2 separate regions of the Mus musculus genome follow, and region 2 is linked to region 1. The links are chromatin contacts, called in public Hi-C maps. All regions are on one chromosome and are shown on one strand. Each heading gives the region's core, a stretch centred on a gene start, on an enhancer-like site or on the middle of the called end of the contact. The rest is flanking DNA. Distances are from core to core; before and after follow the strand shown. Region 1 has its middle 24 kb from the start of Gm41950. Region 2 has its middle 62 kb from the start of Gm23056.

What was found. A called contact is a pair of places that touch in the nucleus more often than the background predicts.
Region 2: a contact with region 1 is called in a Hi-C map of the N1E-115 cell line, with 11 times the contacts expected there. The contact joins two enhancer-like sites. A contact is called at or near these places in 1 of 15 datasets of contacts at CTCF or cohesin (stem cell-derived epiblast-like cells), 16 of 484 Hi-C or Micro-C datasets (the AtT-20 cell line, CD4 T cells, CD8 T cells and 9 more) and 7 of 115 datasets of contacts at active chromatin or transcription factors (the 230-238 cell line, CD8 T cells, bone marrow-derived macrophages and 4 more).

Annotation. Positions count from the first base shown.
Region 1 is chr1:128,562,972-128,569,044 of GRCm38.p6, reverse strand. No RefSeq gene overlaps it. Among named protein-coding and RNA genes, the nearest start is that of Gm41950, 24 kb to the right of the region's middle. Within about 2 kb of position 1,599, at least 11 of the 459 cell types and tissues checked have an H3K27ac peak or open chromatin away from gene starts, as enhancers often do. A contact at or near this core is called in the N1E-115 cell line, where this site is marked.
Region 2 is chr1:128,821,356-128,827,469 of GRCm38.p6, reverse strand. No RefSeq gene overlaps it. Among named protein-coding and RNA genes, the nearest start is that of Gm23056, 62 kb to the left of the region's middle. Within about 2 kb of position 3,044, at least 64 of the 459 cell types and tissues checked have an H3K27ac peak or open chromatin away from gene starts, as enhancers often do. A contact at or near this core is called in the N1E-115 cell line, where this site is marked.

The DNA.
Region 1 (6,073 bases), core at 350-2,849:
AAGGCCACATGACCCAACATAAATGAAGCAGAGAACTGAAATAAAGACTTTGGATAAACAGCCAAACATGCCTAGCTAAACTTTAATAACAGAATATTAGAAAGACTCTTGCTTGTTGAATGTCACATTGGGGAGTGCTTGGTGCAAACAGAGAGATAAGTAGAAGAAAAGAATCTCTCTGGAAAATCCACCACAACAGGTGATTCTAGGTTGTGGCAAGTTAGCAGGTAAAATTAGCCATCCGGGGCTGGAGAGATGGCTCAGCAGTCAAGTGTACTTGCTATCTTGCAGAAGACTAGGGTTTGGTTTTCAACACCTACACAGTGGTTCAACTATATAACTTCCATTCCAAAGGACATGATGTTTTCTTCTTTATTTTTAAGCCAGGTGCTGGTAGCACATACCCCTTTAGTTGCAGCACTCAGGAGGTAGAGGCAGGCAGATCTCTGTGAGTGCAAAGCCAGACCTGGTTTACAGAGTGAGTTGCAGGACAGTCAGGACTACAGAGAAACCCTATCTCAGAGAGAGACAGACAGACAGAGACAGAGACACAGAGAGAGACAGAGAAAGACAGAGAGAGAGGAGAGAGTTGTGTACATGAGTGTTTTGCCTGCATAAATCTATGTGTGCAGAGTCCAAAGAAGCCAGAAGAGTCGAATCCTCTAGAGCTGGAGCTGCAGACAGCTGTGGGCCACCATTCCAATGCTGAGAATCTGAAAGAGCAGCCAGTGCACTTCACCACCGAGCCATCTCTCCAGTCCCTGGTGTCTTCTTCTGACCTTCACCAGTACCAAGCAAGCAAATGGTAGACACACACTCATGAACGAAGAACCTCACATACATTTTTTTAAAAGTATAAAAATAAAAACTAGCCATTGCGACATTTATTACTGCTGTGTGATTATTGTTATGTTAAAACATCTGTTCTTTCTTTGTCTAACCCAGCCCTCCCCTCCCCCTCTTTCATCATTCTCCCTGGTTACTCCTCATCCCCTGACTACCCACAAGTGGCTAGTGTGCACACACTAATGAGGTACTTGGGCACTGAAGGATCTTAATCCCAAATCACAAAGACCCTACATAGGACCTCAGCTGCCATCCATAAATTTTTATTTAAAAGCAGATAAAGGTGGAATTAGTCCAGCACAGAGCCAATGCAGAGAATCGGGTGAGGAGAGATTATGAAGTGTCAATTTAAAATCCTTGTGTGTGTCCCTGCCCTTCCCGAGCTCATAACTTCTGCTTAATAGGTTATGTCACCGCTAATGCAGCTTCCTCCTATGAACCGCTCCATACATCCCCCTCAAAAGCAGTTACCACAGATGATGAAGGAAAAGAGACATTCAAGCCCCCCCCCCTTCCATAATTGAAATGGCTAATTCAGCCGCCGAAGCAGTTCCTACACAGATGCTCAGATTTGGTCCTGAGTCTGGAAATCTGCAGTGAATGAATTGACTGGGGATGTCGAACAAAGAAGAGCATCATTATCTATGATCAGGAAAAAGTATCCTAATGAGTGTTAATATCCCCCTGCTGAGCCTCCTGTCATCCGCCACATGATGCTTTATCATCAGGTTTTGTGGGGTGTGATCTTCCAGCTCCACACCAGCAAGGCTTTGAGCCCAGACAGACAGGAGCAGATGTGAGCTGAGGCTGGTGTACTGTCCAGAGCAGAAGAGCTAGCTACAAGATGCCGCCCACGCCTATAAGGATTTTCTAGACTGAGACCTTCATAAAAGAATTGCCTCAATGGGGCTAAGGAGACAGTGGTCAGTAAAGTGCAGGTTGTGCAAGCATGAGCTCTTGAGTTACAGCCCCGGATTAAGAAGTCAGGTGTGGGTTTGGAGAGACAGCTCAGTGGCTAAGAGCATGTACTGCTCTAGCTGAGAACTGGAGTTTAGTTCCCAGCACGCAGGTTAAGCAGCTCAAAACCATCTGTTATCCCGGCTCCAGGAGATCCAACTCCCTCTTCTGGCCTCTGAGGGTACCTGTAGCGGTGTGCATAAGCCCGCATGTAGACACACATATACATAAAATCTTTTTTAAAATACAAATAAACCTTTTAAAAACACAAAGTAGGAGTGTTGGCACACATTTGTAATGCCAATGCTGGTGAGGTAGAGACAGGTGGAGCCTGGGGCTCACTGGCCAGCCAGCCTAGCTGAATTGGTAACTCCAGGCTAATGAGAGATTCTGTCTCAAAAATCAAGGTGGATGGTACCCAAGACACCAGCCTTTAGGTTGTCCTCTGGCTTTAAGGTACACACAAGTGTTCCTCAACACACACACTGCACTCAATTTGTAAGACCATTAAAAACAAGTATTAATTGACTAAACTCATGAGGATGTGGAAATTGACTTGGGTGGTGACTCGTGTGTTCTGGCTTGCCTGCAGGAGAATCTGAGTTCCACAGAAACGCATGAAGGTTTGATATTTCTCAGTGATAAATGTAGAGTCCAGAGCAGACCGGGCACAAGTCAGCTTAATAAATGTGCTTCAGTGAACACCCTGACAGGAAGAGGTGCAGGTGGGGCCTCCCTGGATTCTTTTCTTTTCACCTCCCCTCCCCCTCCCCTAAAGTCAATGCCCTGATAGACTGATTTGAAAGGCAAAGAAATAGCCTTACAAACAGTAAGGAAGAAATCCTAGCGAGCATGCCATACGTGGAAAGGTGGAGGGGAAAGAGAGATAACAGTAAACTGGTGAAATTTGACAGACCCAGCTGAAACCCTCCACATGAGGTGTTTCTGGATGTTGGGCACCTTGCCAGCCACATTTGGCTTGTGACAGTCAGGCCTGAGGGGACGCCAGGTGGGCAGTTATCTGGGAGTGTCAATATTTTTGTTCTCCCCTGCCTTGTCTTTATACTTCTACTTCCCAAGTGCATGGACTATAGGCACACACCACCACACCCACTTTACATCGTGCTAGGGTTGAATCCAGGGCTTCGTACATGCTAGGCAAACACTATACCAACTAGACTACGTCCTGGTCCCTGGCAGGGTGGGGAGGGGGGGATGTATAATCTAAGTAGCAAAGAGGAAGGTTCTTTCCACCCCATCACCTCTTTCCTGAAATAAAAACACCTATCTTAATCTGTGACAATGCTACAATTCCAGTAGAAAGTTCTCTGTTCCTTTAACTCCCATGTTTCTTTCAGCCTTAAACAATAGCAATAGAAACAAAGTGTCCAAAAGCTCTCCAGGAAAGCCTAGGCCATCTCCTGCTTCCACTGACCTTAGATAATGGAGTTCCTGACCAAAGGCAAAAGAAACCTAACATTTGTTTGCCGGTTTTCTAATAAAACTCCAGACTAAGTCTAAATATGAAATAAGAAAACATTGTTCAAAATGATAGCAACTGGAGAGACAGCTTGGACAGTAAAGTTCTGGTCTTGCTAACAATGAGGACCTGGGTTTTATTCTCACAACTCACATAAAGAAGAAAGCCTTGAACATGGTTGCCCATGTTCATAATCCCATCAGTAGAGAGACAGACAGGGGGTCCCTGGGACTCACTGACCAACCTCCCTATCTTATTTGTTGAGTTCCAAGTCAGTGAGAGACTGTCTCAAAACACAAGATGAGCTGGTGAGGAGAGTAACACTGAAGGTTGACCTCTGATCTCCACACGTATGTTCACATACACATGCACCTGAAACACACACACACACACCTGAATTCTTATATCACACACATGCGCCTGCATATGCACTACACACTCCTGCACATACACACAAACTCACACATACACACATATGCACCTGAATGCATACACCACACACATGCACCTACTCACACACACTCACTCACACACACACACATATGCACCTGAATTCATATACCACATACATGCACCTGCACATACACACAGGCACACACACATGCACCTGAATTCATACACCACACACATGCACCTACACACACACACACACACACACACACACACACATACGCACTCACACATACACACACATGCACCTGAAATCATATATTACACACACACACACCAGCACACAAACACACTAAAAGTGAAGCTGTGCTATAAAATGTTCCTGATATATCTTGTTCCTTACAAAGCCTAGAGAATAGCTTAGCAATGGTAACTTGTGAGACACTCCATTATAAAATGGTGTTTTTCTATTTTAGTGAGTCAGTAGAAATCTGATTTTTAAAGTACAGAGCTTGCTTTTACTACTCTGTGTGTAATTCTCTGTCCATTTAGAACTGATATTTAAAAAAAACAAGGAAGAAAGAAAGAAAGGAAGAAAGAAAGAAAGAAAGAAAGAAAGAAAGAAAGAAAGAAAGAAAGAAAGAAAGAAAGAAAGAAAGAGAGAGAGAGAGAGAGAGAGAGAAAGAGAGAAAGTAAGTTAGGGGTGAATACCAAAAGGCCAAGATAAATGCTTGCATTAGAGGAGGAAAAAGAAGAGAAAGAAATCTAAGAAACAAAGCTTGCCCACCATTACTGTTGGTTTTGATGATGATATTAATATTATAAATAGTGGTTGCTTTGTTTGAAACAGCCCTTCTACATAGCCCAGGCTAGCCCCAAACTCACTAAATAGCCCAGGATAGCCTCAGATTCCTGGCAATCCTCCTGACTCAATCTTTGCACGCTGCAATTATAAGCAAGCACAAACAGGTTCCGTTAACTGGTAGTTTTTAATGGAGGAAACTCAAAAAAAGCTTGACCACATAAATGTAGAAAATTACAAATTATTACAGAATGGGGATTGGGGCTAAATATTGAGGCAGAAGAAATGAAAGCAGATTAGAGAGATGGCTCAGTAGGTAGAGTTTGTCCTGGAGGATCTAATGACCTGTGTGTCAAATTGACACACGATACAGTCATTTGGGAGGAACATCAAATGAAAGACTGTTCCCACCAGATTGTCCTGTGGGCAAGCTTGTGGTGCGTTCTTCACTGATGATTGATATGGGAGGCCCTACCCCATGTGGGCAGTGCCAGCCCTGGGTAGGTGGTTCTGGGTTGTGTAAGAAAGTAGGCTGAGCAAGCCACAAGGAACAAGCCAGTAAACAGCATTTTTCCATCACATCTATTTCAGTTCCTGCCTCCAGGTTCCTGCCTTGACATCTCTCAGTGATGGAGTGTGACCCGAGAGTTCTAAGCTGAAATAAAGCCTTTCCTTGTCAAGTTGCTTTTGGTTGTGGTATTTTAACTCGGCAATAGAAACCCTAAGACAGCATGCAGTAGAGGGATGCAAAAGTCCACATGCTTACAATCCCAGAAGGTCTGTGGAAAGATGGGAGACAAGGGACCGCTGAACATGCAGAAGCCCATGAGCCACTATCCTGGTATACTCAGGAATGAATAACAAGAAAGCACCTGTCTCAAGCAAGGTTGAAGGAAAAGGCCCACACCTGAGGCTGTCCTCTGACCACAGACAGGCTTTGACATGCATGCACTTGTATCCAGGTGTACACATGGACTTGTGTACAATTACAGAGACAGACAGACAGACAGACAGACAGACAGAAGTAAAGGACAAAAATATCTCCATTGGTAAGTGCTAATTCACAAATTAAAAAATTAAAGAAGACATACAAAAGCAGAGGACATCTTAGGCAATGTGGCAATCATCCCTTGCCAGAGGCTTTGCTCAGCGAGCTTCTCTGTCAGTCATGTTAACGATAACTATGCACATTTTCACTAAATAAAACATCTATGGAGAACTCAAAGACTATATGGGCTGTAAGAATTTAATCTGTGTGTGTGTGTGTGTGTGTGTGTGTGTGTGTATGAAAGCCAGAGGCCAATCTCATGTTGTGTTTTGAAAACTGGTCTTTCGTTGGCTCGTTGATGGTCAGTGAACCCCAGGGACCTGCCTGGCTTTGCCTGTCCAGCACTGATATACAAGTGTGTATCGCCACCCCTCCTGGCTTTCTCTTGTGTGAGCCCTTGTGTTTCTATGGCCAGCTCTTCACCTGCTGAGCCATCTCCTCAGTCAGCTGCGGGAATTTGAAAGTGAGTGAGCACTCTGCCTTCTCCCTGCCTGTACAGAAACCAAGACAACAAACAGGGAAAACAACAACCCAACCAAGACAACAAACA
Region 2 (6,114 bases), core at 1,795-4,294, 260 kb before region 1:
AGTTACAGATAACAAATGAGATGCAATAATATACAAAGGATCTGGTGGGGACAGTTGTCTTTGGTACTCTGCAAGACTGCTGTGACAGTTCTAATTAACTTGTCACAACCTAGAGTCACCTGGGAAGAGAGTCTCAGTTGACGAACTACGTAGATCAGGTTGGTCTGTAGACACATCTGTGAGGGATTGTCTTGACTGTTCGTCGCTCACAGTGGGACCCTAGACTCTAGAGAAAGCTAGCTGGGTGACACGCAAGGAGACATGCAGCAAGGGTCCATTCACTTCTCGCTGTTCTTGACTGTGGACCTCACACAGCCAGTCGCTTTGAGTTCCTGCCTGGACCTTCCCTTCATGATAGACTGTGACATGGAACCCAAATAAACCTTTTCCTCCCCTAAATTGCTTTCAGTCAGAGTGCTTTGCCACAGGAACAGGAAGAAAAGTAGGGACCTCTGCCTTGCACCATCTCTCTGCGAGACTTCCGGCTTACAAAGCAGGGCCTTTTTCTCTCTCTCTCTCACATGGGCCTGCCTGGAAGATCGATCCAGGAGCCATTTATATTCAGGAGAGAGAAGAGACTTCATTTGATGTACAAGCAAACATTTGTATTCTCATCTGCGAGTGGAGTGCTATGCCCGGCTCTGTGGGCACTTGATGTCTAATTGTGCCGCAAATCCAGTTTGATTGGCCGCCGTGCTTATTTATTCTCTGCATTGTAATTGCTTAGACACATTGGACCGACCAAACTTATAAATGGCAAATTAAACAAGAGGCAAATGTGCTGGCCGACATACGGGCCGTATTGATCCAGGCAGGTTGATGCAGAGCATGAAACAGGTCTTTGAACGGGCAGCCAAACTTTCCAGAACTATTGACAGTTTTCCCCAAGGCCTTTCAATAAGCACACGTCGACTCTTGGCTTTTGAATTGCCTAACCTTTGGGTGGTGAAATCGCAGCATGTTGTTTTAATCTTTTTATAATGGACTAGAGTTCAATTTAGAAAAACAAAACAAAAAACAAAACAAAATTAAAAACAAAGCATGTCTCCTGAGTGCTGCAGGCAGGAGGCTATAAAGGTTTCAAGCAGCTCTGAAGCCACACTCATCTCCCAAAAACCTGTACTACGTTCTCCATCAAACCCCACTTCTGCTGATCTTCTCTTTAAACAGAGTCCTGGGAGCAGCAGAGGCATCCCCTAGGCAACTGTTGGAGAGCGGGGATGGGGGGTAAAGGGGGATGACAGTATAAAGTCCTGAGTTCAGATCTCCAGCACCCACAGAAAAGGCTGGGCCTGGCACCACACATTGTAATGCCAACACTGGGAACCCCTGGCCAGCCAGTCTCACCAAGTCAGTAAAACACTTTGTCTCCAAAATAAGGTAGAGGGCGGGTGAGATCTCAGCAGGTGTAAGCTCTTCTTTCCTAGCCTAGCTACTGAGGACAAGCCCAGGACCCACCTGGTGAAGAGAACTGACTCCCACAAGTTGTCCTGTGACCTCCGCATGGACACCGTGACACCTCCCCTAACTCCCCAAAAGATTTTTTTTGAAAAATTAGTTTGGATTTTTTTTTTTTTTTTTGAGACAGGATCTCCTATTTAGTCCTGGCTGTCCTGGAACTCACTATGTAAACCAGGCTGGCCTTAAACTCACAGATCTCCTTTCTTCTGTCCCCAAAGTGCTGGGATTAAAGGTTTGTGTCACCACATCTGGCCTCCACACGCTCCTGGACATATGGAAACACATACAAAACAAAGTCATGACAGCTAAGTCCTCTGTCCCTTTCTCTGAGCATCTCCCTTCTCTACACGACTGGAAGCAATGGCTTGCTTGTAGCATCCGCCTAATAAAGGTATGCTGTTTGTTGGGTAAATAGCACAGGGAAAGGGCCCTGAAGAGGAAGGAGGGTTGTGGAGAACCAAATGCACCCTGGAGACCATCTACTTCCCGTTTGCCCAGAGTCGGACCCTGGGGCCCAGAGCCGACTCCTTTCCCCAGCACAGTGCTGTAAGCTGAGTGTTCATCTGGAGCAGCTAAGACTCCGACCGATTTCTGGGCTTCTTCCCAAGAGTTTCCCATCCAGCCGGGACCAAGAGGCTGCGAGTTCTTAACAAGTCACAGGCAATATCAATGCTGCTAGTGCAGGAGTCACACTTAGCAAGCCCACACCCAGGGACTGGGGGTGACTCAGTCAGTAAAGTGCTTGACTTAACTCTTAGGATCTGAATTTAATTCCCAGAAACATTTTAAAAAGAAAAGAAAAGTCAGACACAGTGGCATGCATCTGTACTCCCAGCCCTGAGGAAGTGGGAACAGAGGGATGCCTGCGACTTACTGGCCAGTCACTCCTGTCTGAGTCATCTCCAGACCAAGGAGAGCCCAACAACGGAGATAAGAGTGTGTGTGTGTGTGTGTGTGTGTGTACACATGCATGTGTGTGCCACTGTTTTAAAGGACCCAAGATTCCAGCACCCATAAAGGGCAGCTCACAACTACCTGTAGCTCCAGCTCCAGGGATCCTGACATTCTCTTTTGTCACTCATCTGCACACACTCAAGCAGATGCACACACATATACATAATTAAAAATAAAACAAATCTTTCAAATAAAAGGGTTTTTTAAAAGAAAGAAAGAAAGAAAGAAAGAAAGAAAGAAAGAAAGAAAGAAAGAAAGAAAGAAAGGAAGGAAGGAAGGAAGGAAGATCAAAGAAAACCAGTGCTGGGCAGGTGAGACTCCGCCCCCACTGCAAGCCTCTGTCTTACCTTGCATAGTATTAAAACTTTTGCTTTAAACCTCTCAAAACTTGGCTCAAACCATTGCCCAAAGGCGGGTCCAAAAATAACTACAACCAGAACGAGAATGACTTCTCCTCCTTCAAGGCATAGGGAGGTCGCTACCCTGGCATTGTGGCAGTTACTTTGAAGAATCAGAGAGCAGAAATGGAAGGTGCATCTAGCCTGTCAGAAGACTCTGCCGAGGGAGCAGGTAGAATTGGATCCTTTCTGGCAGGTTGTTCCACAGACATCATTAGCTACAGAGGTTGCCCGGCCACTAGATGGCAGTCCTCAATTGACGTTCGAGTAACTTGGGTCGTTGGCCTCTAAACCCACTGATATCCACAAGGACAATAAAAAGCAGATGATGAATTTGATGGACTAAAATAGGCTAGCTTCTCTCCCGGGAAACTTGGCATTAAACAAATTCATTTAGCAAATGCAGAGCCTAGAACAATGACCCAAAACGGGGCTGCAAGCATTCCTTTTGGTCTCTAAAGGCAGGACCAAAGTTCCCACACTTAAGTTAGGAAGCACGGAGCCAACTGGTCGTATGGGAAACAATGCAGCGGAAAAGTAAATCTGTGGACCCCCAAAACATGAGGATAAGACATCTGGCTGTTATAATGCAAGTGATAGTAACCTGAAATGAGATATTATTAAAAGATGTATTGAAGTTTTCGAGCCAGGCATGGGGACACATTCAAGAGGCTAAGGCAGAGGGACTGTGCATTTGACACCAGCACAGACTGCAGACTGAGAATCTGTCAGAGAAAGAGGGATGGGGAAGGAGAAAGAAAGAGGACTAAAATCCACAGGAGAGGAGAAACTTAAACAAGTGGAAAATTGTTTCAATATATATTTTCTGATGGCCAGCCCAAACATGGCACACTATAAATAACAGGCAGTGTTTTCCATGTCAAAGTGGAGACTCACAGCTTGTGGGCTGGAAAACTAATGAGCTATAAGCATGTATGAAATGAGGGAGCTGTCAGCATGTCCAGAGTGGGTGACGGCCACAGGGAGCAAAACCATCCAGAAAGCACAATTGCCACCCCCTCTGCTCAAACTGCCACCTCAGCCGTCTCTCACGGGAGCTGCGTGTGGACGCACTTGGGCTTCCTGTCCCGAGGCTTCAGAAAGTTAGGCATAATCCCAATAAAAATGTAGGAGGTTTTTTGGTGCTGGGATTCTCTGGATAATTGCTTTCATTTTCACTGGCCATGTTGCAGAACCCCTGAATGTTATATGGGCCTTTCCTTTATCTCGTTGACGACATCTGCTGTTTGCAGACTCCACTAATCACTGGAATCACCCAAGAGCTCTTCCCCAAACCCAAACCACCCCAACCTATTGCTGCAAATCTTATGAAGTAGCAGTGGCATGAGAAAGCTGTGCTGGTTTCTAACATACGCACACCATAGGTTGTGTACGCTGTGTGCATAACTCTTATGCTCTATTATTGATGGCATAATAACAAGAAAAAAGCCCGTGTGGGTTCCATACGAAGGTGTGCTTGTGTACGTGTGTGTGTTCATGTATGTGTAGGCTTGTGTACATGTGTATGTTCATGTATGTGTAGGCTTGTGTACGTGTGTGTGTCCATGTATGTGTAGGCACATTGTACATGAATAAACATAAATCTGGAGGCCGAAGGACAACCTCCACTGTCATCTCTTAGAAGCCACCCACCTTAATGTTCCTGAGGATCTCTTGTGGAACCTGCTAAATAGGGTAGACCAGCTGGCTAAGGGAACCCCCAAGAAGCTTCCTGTCTCCACTTCCCTAGCACTGAGTTTACAAGCATACACTACCATGCTTTAATTTTAACACAGGTTCTGAGTATTGAACTTGTGTTCTCATGCTTGTAAGGCAAGCACATTACCAATGGAGCCATCACCCAAGACCTCAAACACCATTTAAAAAAAAGAAAAGAAATTAGTCCAAGTTAGGTTAAATCTACAAGTCCAGCACCTGCCTAGACAGTGGACCACTGGTGTGGAGGTGAATACTTTGAAAATGGGACCCCTCAGATCCTAGAGCGTTTTCTCTCCCGCTCCTAATGCCCTGTGGAACATGAAGGGAGAGAACCATGTATTTTTTTTCCAGGATCTGCCTACAAGAGAGACAGAGAGAGACTTACCCAGAATATAAGAGACTCACAGGGGGAGAGGGGAGATTCAGTCAGCCTATTCTGATGGGCTATGGAATTTTCTCTTTCTCCAGATCTTGCAGACTGGTTTACTGAAGTGTGCAAGATACTTTGGGGCATGCAGGATACACACACACACACACACAAATGTGAGTCTCTTCTCACAATTTCTCCTCCAGTCGGTTAGACCCCTTCAGAAGCCTTGAAATATATCCCAGCACCCTGGCAAAGTCCTACAGAAAGGAAACGGGTAAAGAAACAAAGACATATGAGGAAAGGGTCAAGTTGCCAGAACTCTTTGAAAGCAAGAATCAAAGGCTCTGGGTGGAGTTAATGGTCCCTGCGAGGCACTGGGGGCCATCGGAGCAGAGCCCAGAGGCAGCTGGTGGGGACCGCAAAGAGCCCTCGACTGCACTCACACCCACACTGAACATCTGCTCACACCCATGGAAGTGTAGGAAGCTTTTGTTCTTATGAACTGAAGGAGAGGGCCAGCATTTGTTTAGAGTGGGACTGGGAAAAAGAGTAGATTTCACCTCATCTCAAATCCACATGGAGGCTTTGATTCTCTACCTGTAAGGTAAAGATCAGTACACAAGCATTTGATGTTAGAGAGATGGGTGGTTAAGAGTACTTGCTGCACTTCCAGAGGACCAGAGTTTGGTACCCAGCACCTCCGGGCACATAGCTCACAACTTCCCAACTCCAGGGGCTCTGATGCCCTCTTCTGGCCTTTAACAGTACTCACATAAAAAATAAATATAAAATCCTTCAAAGCAGCTCATTTGCCATGTCCATCTGTGTAGTCCTTGTTGGGCTCATGTCTGAGCAGTCATGTTCATGGACTCATGGTGAGACTTCTGGGGCAAAGCTCACAAGGCCTCAACCTTACACAAAGAACTGCAGGCAACGGAGAAAAGCTGGGAGCAGGAGAAATAGCCTTCACCAGGGAAGAGCTCACCAGTTGGCCATCTAATACCAAGCAGTCATCCATAAAGACATACACACAGATAACATTGTACAGATGCACAGGTTATATATACAGGAATATAAATATATTCATGTAACAGACAATTAATTTTAAAAAGAGGCCATGAATTTGAAAGAGAGCAAGGAAGGGTATATGGGAGAACTTGGAGAGAGGAGAAAGGTTGTGATTGTGCTATAATCTCAATAAATAAATAAATA